Regions from separate parts of the Hordeum vulgare genome. Here region 1 is linked to region 2. Evidence: chromatin contacts called from public Hi-C data. All regions are on one chromosome and are shown on one strand. The core of a region is the stretch at or near the end of the contact, and the rest is flanking DNA. Distances in the headings are between cores, read along the strand shown. Region 1 has its middle 64 kb from the start of LOC123399456. Region 2 has its middle 11 kb from the start of LOC123398658.

Region 1 (2,700 bases), core at 94-2,593, 250 kb before region 2:
GCAGCTCCAACCAAGAGCGACGCGATGCCTCCTACGTGGTGCGGAACGCGAGCTAAAATCTTTGGACCCCGTAAGCAGAAAAGAGGATAAGAAGATTTGTCCTGCGATCCCCACGTTTCATCCTGCTAATCGAGCGAACACACACAGCGCACCGAGGAGACGAAAATGACTGTGATCACCGGAGCACGGCGCGCGTCGTTCTCGTCCGGGAGCCGGAGCTAGCTGCTAGCCACGGCATCCAGGCCAGGACGTAGCGGCACGGCCCCGTGCGGCCCCAAACCCGCTCACGCCTCTCCGCGCCACCACACAGGGACAGATGCTCCTTCACAAATCTCGGGATTTTTGTTGCCCGCCATTGTGGCGCGCCTATCTCTTCCTTCTTTTGGGAGTTCTGGGGAGCCCGGACACCGCCGTATTTGGCATGCGAAAACGAATTTTTGTCAAAAAAAAAAATCATTAGCCGAATGTTATTGTTAAAAAAAACCATGTGGTATGAAATGCGAGAAGAGACCTTCATTTTTCGTGGCGGCAGGCGCGCCGGGTGACGCGTGACACCTGCCGCCACGGGCCGAGGCGGCTAGGCCCCGCTGCCACCCGGCGAGGCGCCCGGCCGGGCAGGTGGCATCTGCCGCCAGCGCTTGAGGCGACCGGCCAGATGATGTGCATGGCGTACAATTTGAGCATGCATGGCCGTGATGGGCAGCCAGCGATTGAGGCATGCATGTACGCGAGCATGGGCAGCCTGCCGCCTCGAGTGCTGGCGGCAGGTGCCACCTGCCCGGCCGGGTGACGGCGGGGCCCAGCCGTCTCGGCCCGTGACGGCAGGTGCCACGCGTCACCTCGCGTGTCTGCCGTCACGAAAAATGGGGGTCTCTTCTCGTATTTCGTATCGCGTGTGGTCTTTTTTAACAGTAATATTCGGCTAGTGGTCTTTTTAAATTAAAATTCTGCGAAAACCAGTTCAAATATCCGTGTTTTCATCCAGATAATGATAAAATGTCAGGTTTTATCCGTCCATCATATAACTGCAGCCGTTCGACCGATGCGGGGAGGTTATGTATGTGTGGCTGCGAGTGCGGCGTGGACTCCCTGTTTCGGCGGCGAGCTCGACCGCCGGCGACCTGTGCGGGCGCGCGTTGAAATTCCGGAGGAGATTCGGATCGAAGATGGCGTGTACACACTGGAAGCCGGAGTTGCACGCATCTGCTCTCGGCGTTGCGAAATGGTGGCCGGATGGAGGAGATATGGATTTGGTCGTGCCGCCGACTCCACACGACCACCGAGGCACTGACCACAGGTAGTGCGTCGCCGTGTGCCAACTCCAGCCACTCGCGAGTATGCAGTACAGCATAGGATCGACAACTAGGGTATGCAGGATAGCATGGGATAGAAACAGTGACATGGATAACCCATTACGGTGTGTGGTTTATAAAACATCATACTACCTTCGTTTTTAAATATAAGCTTTTCAGATACTTCCTCCGTCCGGAAATACTTGTTCTAGAAATAGATGTATCTAGATTTATTTTAGTTATAGATACATCCATTTTGTACATTTCTAGGACAAGTATTTTCGGACGGAGGGAGTATTTAATAAAAAGACTACATACAAATATATATAGACATATTTTAGAGTGTAGATTTTTTTATACAATCCTCTAATAAGTCTCTATAAAGACTTATATTTGAAAAACAGAGGGAGCAAAAGGTGACGCGCCCACATGTGACATGCGTCAACATGGTTCATACATTTTCATAATCATCAATCTTGCTATATCAAACATATGATATTAACGAAAACTTTTTAATTTTTAAACTTAAATAAGTTTTATCTTTTAAATAAAAAATCCAATTAAAAATTGTTTTTCATCGTTAAATCTGTCTCGACGCAATCTTTAAAACTAGGTCCCATATTAATATGTTTCGACGATCTTTTTTAGGTTAAAAGTTGCCGTGATGTTTACACTAAAATTGTCATAGCGTTTACAATAAAGTTAGCACTGCATGTTTCATCTAGCTTTTTGTTCTAGATTCAAATCTACAATTGTATTTCAACTACTTTTCATGATATTTTTTATTAATTGATCATGAAAAAATTTAGTAATGAACCACGATAAATTTAATTCATGAATAGTGACAATTTTTAGTAATTCATCATGACAAATCGAGTTTATAGATCATCACAATTTTAGTATTTTGACCATCGTAATTCTAGTATTTTGAACATGAAACATATTTTTTTGTATGAACCATGACAAATTTTAGTGCATGTATCATGAAAAATTTAAGTAATTCATCATGTCAATTTTAGTTTATGGTTGATGGCAAATTTAAGCAATTGACCATGCATTTTTAAAGTAATTGACATTATATTATTATTTTTACTTATGAACCATGTTAAAATTATTTCATGGATCATGGCAAATTTTAGTAATTCATCGTGACAATTTTAATTTCTTAATTTTTTATAGCATGTCAAAATTACTTTAAACACAGAAAAAAGTAGTTGAAATACATCATAGCAACTTTAGTTTAGTTACCGTGGCAATTTATGTGCAATAGACATGGCAACTTTTAACAAAAAGAGTCATGAAAACATATCGATATGAGATGTAGTTTCAAAAATCTGGTCGCAACAGATTTAATGGTGAAAATGTTTTTTCAATCAGAATTTTTACTTAAGAGATAAAACAATTTGAA
Region 2 (2,712 bases), core at 25-2,524:
CCAACTCCGATGGCCGTGGCAACGACGACCCCGAGAGGGCGCGTCACGTCAGATCCGACGCGGCGCGGAAGCGCACCGCCCCGCGGTACATGCTCTGTGGCCGGTCACCGCTGTCGTCGCTCCTCCGCCACGAGACAGAGGAGTACGACCGTGCACACGGCCGCCTCTTCTTCGACAACGACAGTTCCTCGGAGGCATCGAGCTCGCGCTTGCGCTCCTCCCTTCCCCCGTGAAGAGGAAACTAGATGAGCTCCCTTCGGTGAAGATGGAGCCGGAGGTCGAGGTGGGGCCGGAGCGATGTGCTAGGGGCGTTGTCAGACCGGAGGACTTCCTCCCCCTGACGGAGACGGACACCCTTTTGCCCTTGTTGATAGCGTGCAGTGCGCGGGAGGCGAAAGAGGACCGACAACGTCGCCGGAGGAACGAGGAGATCGACACCGTGCTCTACGAGCAGGGTGTCGCATCGGCCCTCGCCTTCGGCGACAAGGTGGAGAAGTGGTGCCGCGAGGCCACTGAGCAGGAGCGCATCTACGTCGACCTCTGCTCCTCCTTGAACGACGACTGAGTGCTGCCGTTGGACAACTACCACACGAGCTTCGATGAGCGCAATTCTGCGTAGTGCGGTAGGGTAGTTACCTCCGATGAGCTCCGGTAGGGCCAGCTTAGCTCGACCCCCTTCTAGTACGTAGTTGCGTAGAATAGAATGTAGTATGTATGATCATGTAGTATGTGATGAACTATGAATGATCAGTGTCGATGCAATTTCTTTCATAAAAGTTTTTTTTCAAATCATACAGTTGCATATTCTACTGCCCATGATTTCGCTCCGCTCGTGACACTGTAAACGATTGATGCGGGTCGAAAAAATACGGGTCCGTTAAAGAATCTCTCAGCACAGTGCCGGTTTCCAACCCTTCCGCGTCCGCGTCCTCCCACGACGACGACTCACCGGCTGCTAGCAGCACAGTGGCACACCTGTAGAAGCAGCAGTACCAGGTGTACCCCCTTGGGTCCCTTCCCCCAGCGCCCGAACGCCACGCACGTACTCTCGTACCTGCCATCGCCATGTCCTCCCGGCCGGACTCGACGCCATGACACCAACCCCGCCAGTTCGGACGCACGCGTCGACGTCGCCGCTGTGGAGCAGCGAGTTGGCGTCCAGCCACCCCCCACCCTCCCTCCCTGTCACGACAAGCCGTTGGAGTCCAGCTCACGCGTGACGGTGCCCGGCACACACGTCGGACGCGCGGGAGATACACAGGTGGTTCGGCTTCCGCTTTCAGCCACGTTCCCGTCCCTGCGCACGCCGCGCTGGCCTGCCCGGCAGGGTCGTACGAGTACGAGCGGCATGATGATGGCGCCGCGCGCGCAGCCTACACAGCTACCGGAGTTGGCTGCCGCTGCCGGACCCTTGTCGATCCCGCGTTGTGCCAAGGGCGCGCGGCGCTGGCCGTGGGCGCGCGCGCGCGCGGACCGACACGTCGGGCGGGACGATATTTCGTGCTGCGCGGCGTAGTGTGGCGGGGAATCTGAGAGTTCGTTGGGGGGGTCGAGAGGAACAGAGAGCGGTGGCGCAGGCAGGACAGACCGACAGAGAGTGGGGATGAGGTTGGCCTGGCCGGCGGCCGCACCAACAAGTTTCCGAGCGCTTCTTCGAAAACTTCTCAACTATCGTTCTTACGTGTCAGTCACTCAACGCGTTCTCAATCATGTTCTAAATGTTTTCTTAAAAAATAATTTTTTTATTTTTTTATATGCATTATTTATGTTTTTATGAGTTTTGGGGGTTTTTTCGGTGTTTGGGTTTTTAGCCGGTATTTTTTAGCTTTTAGAGAAAAATAAAAAATGCGTGAAAAAACATTATTTTTGTTTTTTTTTTCCTGAGAGGCACGTTTCTTTTTCACGAGAGGCATGGTTTTTCGTTTTCAAAAAAATAATGTGTTTTTATATTTATTTTTTCTATCACGAGAGTCATGGTTTTATTTTCGCGACACGCAAGGTCTTGCTTACTGAAAAAGAAAAAAAATGTTTTCTATTATTTTTTCTATCGCGAGAGGCACAATTTCGCTTTCGTGAAAGGCACGGTCGTGCCTCTCAGAAATAAAAAAATATATTTTTTTGCGAGAGCCACGATTTTGCATGTGCGAAAGACACGGTTTTATCATCACAAGAGGCCTCTTGGAAACGGAAGAAACGTGTTCTTTGTTTTCTTTTCTATCACGAGATGCACAGTTTATTGGTCTGGTTTTTTATGGAAAAAAATTGTTTAAGAAATAACATGAAATCTAGCTTTAAAGATATCGACACGAGGAACTCAACGATGAAAACGGTTTAAAATTTAAACACACAGTTTAAGAGATAAAACGTTTTGAATATACGATTCTACGAAAGAAGGAAACACTCCCGATTGCGACAAATGATATACACGCAATGCACCCTTTGTCGCAACCTGAAAAAATAAAAGTGGTCTTTAAGGAAAAAATACTCTTCAATTAATAATTTCGTAGCATGACGGGTGTGCGGTGCTCCTAATTCATCTTCGGCCCCCGTGGCATTGTGTTGCAGCCCATTGGCTAGCTGAATGCTCGGACGCAGATACTGGGCCGTAGATTCAAACGGTATATCCGTTTGGTAATGGATCATGAAACTAGTTAGCCATTCCTTAAAAAAAAGTTAGCCACCGGTCTACTCAAAGTATGATCCGGTCGTTTG

Evidence for each region. Hi-C and Micro-C count contacts between places; a contact is called where the count stands out from the background.
Region 1: a Hi-C map of leaf shows a contact between it and region 2, with 2.7 times the contacts expected there. The contact joins two enhancer-like sites. A contact is called at or near these places in 3 of 6 Hi-C or Micro-C datasets (leaf and seedling).

What each region holds. Positions count from the first base shown.
Region 1 is chr5H:460,113,949-460,116,648 of MorexV3_pseudomolecules_assembly, reverse strand. No RefSeq gene overlaps it. Among protein-coding and RNA genes, the nearest start is that of LOC123399456, 64 kb to the left of the region's middle. Within about 2 kb of position 1,343, at least 1 of the 3 cell types and tissues checked has open chromatin away from gene starts, as enhancers often do. A contact at or near this core is called in leaf, where this site is marked.
Region 2 is chr5H:459,860,678-459,863,389 of MorexV3_pseudomolecules_assembly, reverse strand. No RefSeq gene overlaps it. Among protein-coding and RNA genes, the nearest start is that of LOC123398658, 11 kb to the right of the region's middle. Within about 2 kb of position 1,274, at least 3 of the 3 cell types and tissues checked have open chromatin away from gene starts, as enhancers often do. A contact at or near this core is called in leaf, where this site is marked.